Linked DNA regions of Rattus norvegicus: region 1 is linked to region 2. A link is a contact called in public Hi-C data. All regions are on one chromosome and are shown on one strand. The core of a region is the stretch at or near the end of the contact, and the rest is flanking DNA. Distances in the headings are between cores, read along the strand shown.

Region 1 (6,116 bases), core at 2,899-5,398, 130 kb before region 2:
TAGGGGAGATTGAATACACATAGAGACAACTCAAGATCTTCCTGGGTTTGTACATGTTAACAAATTACCAAGGTAAGGCCATATCTGAGAATCTAGCTGGTCCCTGAATGGCCCCAGGTTCCCCTAATAATTAGTTATGCTATCATTTAAGTCTTACAGATATTGATCATTTAGTTCCTACTGTATGTTTCAGGAGAATTTTAGGAGATGGTTAATTATTCGGGTCAATTTAATTATTCAAAATTTGTGCTTGAGTGCTGTTAAATATACTTGTTCAGCCATTCGATGAGATTCCTCCTCGCTTCCTCAATGTAGGGTTTGTCTGCAGGGGAGCAGTCTTCTCTCTTCCGATGCACAAAGCCATGAGTTTGCCCAGAAAATGTCTTAACTTGGTAATTAACTATGCAGTGTTCTTTAAGCTTCTGGATCAGTATAGAAACCTAATACACCAGGATGGGGGAAATACATGTACGTATGTGAGAATGGTGTGACCTTAACCCTTCAGTAGCATCTTCTAATCCTTTTGGGATTTTTGGTTCTATTTTGAGACAGGGTCTCTACCAAGCCCTGGCTGTCCCGGAACTTGCTCAACATGTAAATCAGGCTGGCTTCCAACCTTTCCTCCCAAGTGCTGGGATTAGTGGCATGCACCACCACAGCCAGCTAGAGTCTATTGGTCACACAGTGAGCTGGTTCCATAGCTATTGAGTTGTCTTAAACAGTCCTGGCCACTGAGGAGTTTCGGGGCAGCATAACGTTGCCTCCATACCAGTTCTAGGAGCTCCTGCATTTACACTGGAGCTGAGACCCAGTGTCCACTGTGAGTTGGTGCTGTGGGTCACAACTGCACCAGTCATGGTGGGTGCAGATTCTTAATCCCAGCAGCAGAGAGAAAGGCAGATCCCTGAGACCAGCATGGTCTATGTAAAGAGATCTGAAAAAACTTGAAGTGATCGGGTACATCCTTGCTGGGTTCAGTCCACAACAGCATAGGGCAGGGTGGGCATTCGATAGAACTGCCCTCCTGGCCATCCTAGCTTAGCCAAGGGTGTTAAAACCATTGCTTGTTTCCCTAATGACTATGGGGGCTATTGGGGAAATGGACTTTGCCCCAGCTATCAACATGAAACTACACACATGGGTCACTAGACCAGAAAAAGATCCAAATTCAAAGTTGGCCTGCTGTGTGTTAACTATTGCACATAGTAAAAGAAGCAAACCAAATGATTTTAAGTTGAGGACTGCTATAAAATATTTGTATTGAGACCTTAGTTAAGAGTTCTTAACAGTGCTTGCCTAGCAAGTGCAAGGCCCTGTGTTCGGTCCCCAACTCCGAAAAAAAAGGAAAAAAAAGTTCTTAACAGATGGCTGTTTTTTAACTTAAACTTTTTCCTAACCAACTGTGTGCTTAATAAATCCATCTCAGGCTATGCATAGGAACTAGTAGACAGAGTACCATGGAAACCATTCCCAGTGAACAGGCTGTATCAGGAACACATCCTTCAGCTGTCATTCTAAACAGGTCCATTCTGGGCTTAAGTTCATTAGTAAATTGTCACCATTGGGAAACTAACTGATAAATCAGTTTGAAACTTTCTCCAAAAAAGATGTCATGACATGCGATTAGATATGCAAATGGAAGGCTGCCTACTCACCTGCTCAAGTGGAATCACAGCATCATTTTCTGCAAAGATAAACAACGTTGGGTTCTTCAAATTATAAACATCTTCAGAATCTCTGATGATACCTGGAAAGAGTTGAGGGAGGTTGACTTCTGCCTGGATTTGGTGTGGTTTTGCAACATGAACCATGTGGTTAGACTGCTTTCATGTGCTGGGGGTGGAGATGGTATGCATGCTTTCATGGGGGTGACTGCATGGAGTCCTGTGCACATGTATATGTAAGTGTGGAGGCCAGGTATTCTTAATTCTTCATTTTGCCATAGGGTCTCACTGAGCCCAGAGCTCGGGGATTTCTATAGACCAGTGAGCTTGAAGAACCCATCTGTCTCCACCTGCCCAGTCCTGAGGTGGCAGACATGTGCAAAACCCACAACCCATCCCCCAAGCAGGTTTTTATGCAGATGCTAGGGATCACAACTCAGGTCTCCATGGATATGTGGCCAACACTTTATTGCCTTAACTATCTCCCCAGCTGTTTTTATTTTTAGCAATCCCACAGAAGCCTGGCCTATGGATTCTGTAAAAGTGCAACTGATTTAGCCAGGTCTTTCTACTCTGCATCCTGTTCAGCAGGAACCAGACCAATAAACTTGGTGCTGTTCTCTCTTGAGATGGCTTATACATCAGGTCATAATTTTCAAACCACCACTCTAGAATTTTCTACACAGGTCCCACATGTTCAGTGAACTGGACAGTTACATGAACAACAGCCATTGGACCAAGTTATTCAAACAAGACCCCAGAGACACAGGGAAGGTCTGCTCTACAGGTTATTGTATAAATTGTATTCTTCATGGACTGGACATCCTAAAGGTTAATTTGTGCAAAATATTGCTCTGCCAGGCTCAGGACAACCCACTGGTGCGCTTGGTTGGAAAAAAGCAAGTCCAGGTTGGGAGAATGAACAGGAAAGGACTAGTGAGATAGCTCACTTGCCACACAAGCCTAGGAACCTGCGATTGATCCCAGAATCCACATCAAGTTGTTCTCTGACTTCCACACAGGCATTGTAATGCACATGCACACATCATGCACGCATACACATAGGGATTTTTTAAAAGATGAAAGGAAAAACAACCTTTTCCCTGCTTCCTGCCACTGTGAGAGCAAAGCTAGGTAATACACAGTGTGTCTCCACTCTGTGTCTCCTCTTCAGAAAACAGCAAGCCACAGGCAGGATGGCAGTGCTCCCTGTACAACTCTGACAAAGCCAGGTCTGGACATTCCATAGATGTCTCTTACCCAGTTCCTGCCATAACCTGCCACTCACGTGCTGTACAACAGCAGCCAGCAGGTGGCGCCAAAAGGCATGCGTCTGGACCAACTTTTAATTCACCCAGAGATACTGTTGGCCTGAAAATTGGCTAGCCTCATACTAGTGATTTATTGCATTTGTTTGGTTGTGTGAGACTAGCTCTAATTATGTAGCTCGTGCTAGCCAGAAAATTTCAATCTTCCTGCTTCAGCCTCCCAAGTACTGGGGTTTCAAGAGTGTGTACATTCCTCACTTCTATTTCCTTTTGTGTAAGAAAATATTTTAGGGGTTGGGGATTTAGCTCAGTGGTAGAGCGCTTGCCTAGGAAGCGCAAGGCCCTGGGTTCGGTCCCCAGCTCCGAAAAAAAGAAAATATTTTATTTTTTTCCTTAGTGCTAATAGAAGATGAAATGCCATCTCAAGGAGTTCAAGCACCAGATTAAAAACAGCTTGTGAATGTGTAACTTTGAAATAGCAGTCAACTTTCTTATATTTGTTCTTGACATATTTTAATCTGGATGCTTTTAAATTGTACATTCAGTGTGCTTTCTGTCAACAGATAAAGGGTTCTTATCTCATAGTTCAAATAAGTTTTCTTTTGGCTAAAATGTAAATGTTGGGGCTAAAGCGATGGTTTATGAGGTAGGAGTACTGGCGCCTCTTCCAGAAGACCCAGATCAATTCCCAGCACCCACATGGTGATTCAAAATCATAACCACAGAAGGAATCTGACCACCTCTTCTGGCCTCTCTAACCACTAGGCACACGTGGGCATAGACATGCATGCAGGCAACATGCCCATACAATTTTTTAAAATCTGCTAATTTAAAAGAGAGTTAAAAGTTGCTGTTTGTACTGTTTGCTTTCTCGTGTGTGTGTGTGTGTGTGTGTGTGTGTGTGTGTGTGTGTGTGTGTGTACGCGCACAGATTTGCTGTTGCACAAGCACATAGATACATGAGAGGTCAGAAGACAACCTTGGATGTGTTCCTGGGGAGCCTTTCCACCTAGATTTTTGAGACAGGATCTAGAACTTATCAAGTAGGCTAGGCAAAGTGCCCAGTAAAGCCAAAAATAACACCTGTCTCCCTTAATATGAGTTCTGGGGACCAAATTCAGCATCTCATGCTTGCAAGCAAGACAAGAACAGTACTGACAGAGCCATCTTCCCCAGCTCTATTTTTAGATTCTGAAAACCATGCTAAGCTGGTTTACCTCACGCCATCGGGTTTTGTATTGCAGCTCGTGGGAGAAGCCTGTCACTCAACCATCCTGCTTTCCCTGAGTAAAACGTGCTAGGCACTTACCATAGACAGACACCCCCGCTCTGACTTCTGGATATGTCGTCATCACGTGGTGCACCACAATACCCCCCCAGCAGAAGCCCACAATGCCAATCTTCTGGGCATGACACTGTTGTTTCAGATACCTCAAGACAGCATCAACCTCTCTAGAACAGAAAAAAAAGGCATCACAGACAGAGCTGACAAGGCTGACCCTCAGGGTTGCTGAAACTGCAATGTCTCAGTGAATAGTACTCAATGTTTGAGATTTCTTTGGTGGTGAGAACCAGAAATCCTAGAAAGAAGCTGAGACTTGAAGGCTGACTGACTGCTTAAAACTCAGTGGCTGTAAAAAGCTTGGGAAGTTGCAGGTCTAGAGCCTGATCCTGAGCTACCTTTAGCCTATTAGTGAGGCATTCTTTGTCCACCTCTGTATTGACTCTAACTCCTGTAACTAGCAGATAAAGTTGAACCTAACATCCTGATAAGTACATAAGAGGAAAGAAAACCTTTGGAATATATCAACTCAACAAAACCGCATACTCCACCAATCAAAGAGCTAAGAATGCTACCAGATATCATCTGGGTCCTACAGCTGAGATTTCTCTACTAGCTATAACTGCCTAATTAATGTGTCCACCAATGTATTTGGAAAGTGTCTTGATTTGGAATCTACCTTTGTTCTGTTACTATTAAAACAAACAACAACAAAAAAAAATCTTCATGATACTGCTTTCATGGTGGAATGTAGAATTTGGAGTGAACTAAATCTCTGTGGCTTATATTGGGCCAATCAGAGAAGAGCAGTCTCCTCATCAGAATGATGGGTTTTCAGGATAGACTACAGAATCAATGAGGATGGGGGAGGGGGTGATGCTCTCAGGTTGCTCAGAGAGAGGCGATGGGCCTTCCTGAGCATGAAGCCAGCATACAGGAAGTGAAGCTAAGCTGTGATGAACAAATGAGAGCAGGATCGATTCCTGCTTGAACCCCAAACTACTTTCTTTGGGTCTATAGACCAATAGCTCTTTTAACTGCTGATCCACTTGGGATAGGTGTTCTATCTATCACTTGCAACCAAGCACCTAGGTGGATACAGGCAGGACTTTGAGTTCATGATTTCTAAGGGAAGTGAGCAGGTATGCTCACCAGGGCAGTGTGGCAAGTAATACATGTCAGCCTCTATCCTCAGCCCATATAGTGTGGTGGACCAAAACTCTTTCCCATAATGCTGTTGGAAGGACTCTGTCTAGAGCCAAGTGAAGTCATGCAGGGGGGAGGAGGAGAGGGGAGGGAGGGAAGAAATCCAATGAAGCTCAGCTTGTCTGTCCCTTCCCTGGGCTACAATAAATATAAAACCAAGCCTCTTGAAAACTTACCGGTTGATTTTTCTGGCATTTCTTGATTTCAACCACTCAGGGAAGGTGGACCAATCACCAGCCGGGTCCCATGGCTCTTGACCCACAAAGAAGTCTGGGACAATAGTTCTGTAAAATATGGGCATGAATCAACCTTTGAGTCACCTGGACTCAATGTCCTGGTTTATTAAATGCCTCGTCGGGTTGCCAATTCTAGGCAGAGGGAAGGAAAATCCTTGGCCACGAAGGCCACCCTTTATTGCAACAGAGATCATCTGCTGCGGGCCAGATTGCCTCAGATTCCACAACTACAAGTACACAGCTTCCAGCAGTTTGGTGTGACCCTGCTCTAGCAAGTGAGAGGGCCATTAGCAGGGATACTTCTCAAGAGCTATTCCAGTGCAGAAGGAAGGAAAACTGGACCTATGGGCAAAGGGTGTGTCCTGCCAAAGGTCCTTCCTGCCTCGATAGAGTTAGTTGATCCTCTCAGCCAGCCCAGGACTCTCAATGATCGCCAGTCACTGTGATAGAGTCATACTGC
Region 2 (6,017 bases), core at 2,605-5,104:
GCAGAGGTCTCTGCTCTCTTACTGAGGAATTCCTCCTGGGTTTACAGTTGTGTTTTGTCTAGTGGCTTTCAGTAAGATAATATCCTCATGAGGATTTATTGTGCATAACATTTGCTAGGGTGACATACAGGTTTTATTCAACAATATCATAAACATTTAAAACCCTCAGTTCAGAAGGTGTTCCTATTTGCTGCCTGTCTTTACAGGAAGTTTACAGATAAAGAGTTTTGCATCGTTTTGAATTGGGCTAACACCCAGTCTTCAAGGAAGCTTACAAGGAAAGATCTTTGTGCTTTATTATCGATAATTTGAAGACAAATCACCACTTGGGATTAGTTTTACATGACCAGTTATCAAATGGTCACTTTGAAATGTATAGTTGTTCGTTATTAACAAATTATGGTTTGATTTTAAACTACAAACTCCTAATAGTTTAGATGAAAACTAAAGAAAATGCCAATGTAAAATTTGTGTGTAGCTAGCCTTAAAGTTCCATGTTTATAGTTGTGGTCCCAGCCCCCACTCCTGTTCTCTGGTGGGGGGAAGGAGGTAGGATATGTGAGCAGTCATTTTTATGTCAGCATTCAGTATGGTTGTTATTACTGTGAATTCTCAGACAGGCCTTCCCCTCGAGGAACAGAGTTATTGTCCTCCAATGAGTTTATTAGGTGCATTGTTTTTTTGTTGCACAAATGCTTCATTAGAGTGTATTCTTAAATTTAGGTTGAGCTGATGAAATTTTAAGACAAAGACAAAATATGCATTGGACATTTGTACCCTGTTGTGTTTGCAGACACAGGAGCCAGTGCCATTATGCAAGAATTTGGCACTTGTCACGGTGCTCCAAATTAGCTCCTTCCTCTCCTCTCTGGGATGGAGAATATCAGGCTCGTTACTGTGATGCCTCATTCTACATTGTGATGTTCAAAGTTCTTGTTAAAACAGTCCTCTAGGATCGTACCTGTTGAGTCATTGTCAAGGGGAGCGAGGGAACATAGTACCGCTGGAGTGTTACAGAAGACCTCACCTGTGGGGGCTTTACAGTCTTTGCTAACTGCCCAGTCTCCACACACTTAACTTACCCTGTCAATCAGATGTTTTGTTTCAGCTTACTGCTGTTGTGTCAACATTTAAACAGCTGCCGTGAGCAAGGGCTTCTTTCAGATACTCTCCAATAATAGCTTTGGCGTTAATATAAAAATAAGACAGTATACATGTATATGTATGTCTCCATTCCTGTCTGTATGAGTGCCTCATTTTGTAATCATGACAGTCCTATAGAACCTTAGATGGAAACGAATGACTAAGGCCTAGGGGTGTCTGTTGTAGGAATGAACTAGAACACTTAGTGATGTGGGATGTCAGTTTTCTATTACAGTAAACACCTGTACCCAGATCAATTTTATGTGTATATATTCAAAAATGCTCCCTTTTTTATGTGGTCATTTGTTGCCTTCTGAGTTAAGAGAACAGAATTGAATAAAGTGAATGTTAGTTGTAGCCTCGTTTTCTTTTTGGTTGCGTGTTTTTACTTTGATGTAAGATTGCTTTTAATTTCCGAAAGGTATGGGGCTGGTACTGTGGAACATATGTGTACCCCAGCTTACTGTGAAACAGGCAAGGGGATTGCTGGAGTGACAGAAAGGCCCCACCTCAAAAGAAATTACTAAAATTTAGAAATAGCTAGGTGTTTATAATGGAAAGGAAAAGTTACCTGAAGCTTCGGAGTTCCATCATGTACTCTGACAGTGGGTGGGAAGTGTAGCTGCAGAGGACACCTCTGTCCCTGCCCATGCACGGGAGTGGAGAGCATTTTTACTGGAAGGCCTGAAACCTCTCCTCGTGCCATGAGCCATCGCTTTGGGATGGAGGCTCATAAAAGACACGTCAGCAACCACTTTATGCCCATTGCCTGCATGCCTGAGAATGAAAGGGTTTTCTCCTTTATGATAATGAGATCTTTTGGTTTTCGGGGCCATTTCTAGTTTTTCTGTTTCTAAGTTCAAGTTTTTCAAAAGCTTTCAACATTTTTCTCATCTCCACCCAGTTATTAATACATTGTTTAATGTAGGAGCAGTGGGAAAATGTTCTTTGAGCCACAGACATCTTTAATCTGTGAAGTTGAGTCTTCATCAAAGGAAATCAATACTCAGAAATGGTTATCACCTTATATCTACTCATTGGAAACACAGTGATTAGGAGAGTTGATGTGTCAAGTGACTGAAGATGTCTGCCTCCAAGGACCACAAGTGGAGAACAGATAGTAACCAAAAGAGGGATGAGAGAGAAGTCAGCCGCCTGAGCCAGCACACAGGACTGGGGAGACACCGGGACCCAGCTGCTTCCTCAGTGGGTTCTATAGGTCTGCACACATACACACCTAATCCTCCATCAGCCTCCTGCTGCCTGCTGCCTTTATCTCAGGTAGACAGTCACCAAGGCACAGGCCTGTCTGCATCAGTTTACATTGTTAAGACTTTTAAAAAAAATGTATATAACAGTGCCTAAAGTTTCTGTTCCCGTTCATTTATGCTTTAGGACATACTTGAAGGAGGAAGGAGCTTCTTGCTCAGGAACCACAGTCATTTGTTCTTTGCTTAGGAGGCCATTTCCTTGCCACAGTGTGGTAAAGCAGACAACTCCCACATGTAGACAGTGGATCCTTCACAATGGTGCATGGATGCTGAAAATGAAGTAACAGAATGAAAAGCAAACATTCATTTACAGATATGTACAAATGAATATTTCTAGTTCTAAGTAAAACCCCAAATGCTAATTTCTGTAGGGTAAAAAAATTTAGTTCAATGTCAAGCTAGGCATACATTTTTTAGATACAACAGCAAAATACAAGTTTAATTGTCACAATTTATACCTATGAGACATTTAAGAATAAAAGGACACCTGCAAACCCAGATTGGAGGTTTTACAATCTTTTCAGCTTCACAGGTCTTGTGGCTAATTTTTGCGGTGGTGGTAGTGGTGTTGGTGTGGGTGGGGACAGACTTGTTGCTTCTTGAAACACTAAATGTTGTCCGGGATGTCTCCAGTTCCCAGCTCAAATGAACCCCATACTGAGTCGCAGAAATTTTGTAGCACACTAGCCCCCACATCAGATTTTAACTATGTCAAGTTTTATCCGATTATGTTGTTTTTCTTTTAATAAAAGTTAACCTACCGAGCTACATAATGGACATTATTATTTACTCCTTTATACCTACTCCCCACCCCCGTTAAGGATAAATTATACTGCTAAGTCATCAGAAAATTCTGTAGTCCCCAGATAAACGCACATTTCTGTTTACAGTGTCTGAGAATCCTTGTTTGCCCATTCTATCAGTTTGTTATTGTTGTTGTTGTTTTTTTGTTTTTTTTGTTTTTTTTCTTTTCCCAAAGCTGCTTTGGTTTGGAAATGTGTATTCATACAGTGGGTGTGTGGACCAAATGGATTCACAGATGGTGACGCCAAGCCGAGACCCTGGTCTATCCCGAAGACAGTTTGCGATCTCGTGGGGTCCAGATTAGCTCAGCCTCTGAATTTTAGGAAAACAAGCTGTTTTGTTGCACTCTCCCCTCTGTAGAAACTTTGGTCACCGCGACTACGGGCCGGACGTCCGCCCCTTGCTCGCCGAGGCTGTGCGCCTGCGCAGCTCAGGTTGCCTGGAAACCGCACGCCACAATCGCGCGCTCCAGGTGCTGTGGGCGGTTGGGCCTCAGTTTCCAGGAGGGGGCGGAGCAGCCGGTTAGAAGCGGAGCCCGCCGAGGCCCTCCCCGCCGCCCGCTGCGCTGCGCTGACCCTGCCTCTCCCCACGCAGCACAGCGGATCGTCCCCGGCCGCCGCGGTCTGCCCAGAGCGATGCCGCTGCCCGACACCATGTTCTGCGCGCAGCAGATCCACATCCCCCCGGAGCTGCCGGACATCCTCAAGCAGTTCACCAAGGCTGCCATCCGTACGCAGCCGGCGGACGTGCTGCAGTGGTCGGCAGGGTAAGGCCGGCCTGGGAACCTCACCCGGTTACCGAGTACAGACGCCTACATTGTGGGTGTAGACTAACAAAGCTTGCACACCAACCGCGGGGCTAAAAGAGGCTCCGCTGAGTTAAAAAAAAAGTTACAGGGATGTTACAGTGAAACCGCTCAGAACAACTGACTTAAGTTCCTTCCCCCAACCCCACTGAGGCTGAGGTATGCGAAGGCTGCCACCTGAGAAAATTGGCTAGCACAGCTCACAGCTAGCAAACCTTCACACTCTAGAAATAAGGACACGAACCCTGGGCCTGGCCAGTATAGTCATACCACTCATTCTTTCGGTTTTTACACGAGAACTCTGCCACTGTTTAAATCACGAGAATAAATATTTTTAGCCAATTTTTGCTAACTTTCTCTGAACTGTATAACTAAGGTGGTTTCATTTCTTTTGGCTGTTTTAATAACTCAACTTATTTTACCTATTTTTTTTTTTTTTTGGTTCTTTTTTTTTTTTTTCGGAGCTGGGGACCGAACCCAGGGCCTTACGCTTCCTAGGCAAGCGCTCTACCACTGAGCTAAATCCCCAACCCCTAACTCAACTTATTTTAAAACAACATCTCTGGAGGTAAAAACCCCAAATCATCTGAAGCAGGCAACAGGCTTTTGGGGTGGCGGCTTCCATATTTGATTCAGCTGTTGGAACTGCACTCTAATGGCCATTCTACAATCCATGGGTTCTCTTCTGCCTTACTCTCCTTGAGGATTCCTGTGATGCATTTAGGAGCCATACAGTTTGTTCAGGATAGCTCTCCACCTAAAGTCCTTAATCGTGCAAAGATGTACCTCTCACAGGCCCCAGGGAAAGGACCTGGATGTCTCTTATTTAGCTCTGTCAGGGCCACCTTTGACTGTTCTCTCAATGTCCCCTCTACGATATTACGCTTAAGCCTTAGAGAAAGGGCTAGCTTTTTATGAAAGTTTATGTGCACTCCGAGACTCTGCCCCAACCGGGCACATTTGATAATACTTCCGAGAGAGTTTTTTGAGGCCTTGCTCAAGAACTCCATGATTCATTTGATTGGTGATGAGGGCGACTATAGGATAGGTATGAGTTTGCCAAGCCACAAATGGGGCCTGGACCGATAGGTCCACAGTTCTGCATCTGATTCTCTCATGGCTGTCCGAACCACTCCTTAGATCATTAACAAAACCACAGAGAGGAGCACAAGTCTTAGTTGTAGGCAGAGTTGACCCTGAGGGGTGAAGAGAGAGGGGGTTATCTTTGATCTACACAGTCTCCACTTTCCGCATACACCCATGCTACAGACTTAGAGGTTTCTGGGGACTCATATACACACCTGTTGCCCTGGTGCTTACTTTCACGTACATTTTCCTGTACAAATTCTTTGGTTAACGACTGTGGCTCAAGACCCTGCCTGGCACAAGGCCTCCCTCTGGTCAAATCTGATAGAAATCCACCCGAGTTGTTGCCCTGAGCCATTTCTGTGCCTCCTTTGCCTCCAGCCTAAGCATTTTCAGTGACCTGGAATGGAACGATTGGGGGTGGGAGGGTGGCAGGCAGGACGGGGAAAGATGGAAAGCGGGAAGTAGATGACCTTTGTGTATGCCCACACCACCTCCAAGTGAACGTGTAGAGCTGTCTAATGCCACATAGCCCAGAAAGCAGCTGTTGAAAAGGAATAGCCTATGTTGGGGATTTAGCTCAGTGGTAGAGCGCTTGCCTCGCAAACGCAAGGCCCTGGGTTCGGTCCCCAGCTCCGAAAAAAAAAAAGAAAAAGAAAAAAAAAAAAAAAAAGAGTGTCTCAGAAAAGGAATAGCCTTAGGCATGGAGTGCTGGAGAGATGGGGCACTGTTAAAAGTATTTGCTTGCTTTCCTGATGGACCTGACTTGAACTCCTAGCACCCACATTACAGAGTTTACAGCCAACTGTGACTCCAGTTCCTGGACATGGACATCTGCACCTACACACACACACATACACACACACACAACACACACACACACACACACACACACACACACAAAAATA

Evidence for each region. A called contact is a pair of places that touch in the nucleus more often than the background predicts.
Region 1: a contact with region 2 is called in a Hi-C map of the A7r5 cell line, with 2.8 times the contacts expected there. The contact joins the enhancer-like site here to the promoter of Ropn1l in region 2. A contact is called at or near these places in 5 of 12 Hi-C or Micro-C datasets (the A7r5 cell line, the Rat2 cell line, Schwann cells and 2 more).

The regions. Positions count from the first base shown.
Region 1 is chr2:84,295,668-84,301,783 of GRCr8, reverse strand. Cmbl (carboxymethylenebutenolidase homolog) reads right to left here. Exons shown (of 6, transcript NM_001008770.3): 3 at 5,597-5,704; 4 at 4,242-4,384; 5 at 1,656-1,747; 6 at 1-440. The coding sequence ends at 261. Among named protein-coding and RNA genes, the nearest start is that of Cct5, 15 kb to the left of the region's middle. Within about 2 kb of position 4,148, at least 16 of the 93 cell types and tissues checked have an H3K27ac peak or open chromatin away from gene starts, as enhancers often do. A contact at or near this core is called in liver, where this site is marked.
Region 2 is chr2:84,162,053-84,168,069 of GRCr8, reverse strand. It overlaps Ropn1l (rhophilin associated tail protein 1-like), which reads left to right and starts at 3,854. Exons shown (of 5, transcript NM_001191086.1): 1 at 3,854-3,984. The coding sequence starts at 3,854. LOC102553736 (a long non-coding RNA gene) reads right to left here and starts at 3,429. Exons shown (of 2, transcript XR_351509.5): 1 at 3,291-3,429; 2 at 2,506-2,683. Marchf6 (membrane associated ring-CH-type finger 6) reads left to right here. Exons shown (of 26, transcript NM_001305274.1): 26 at 1-1,500.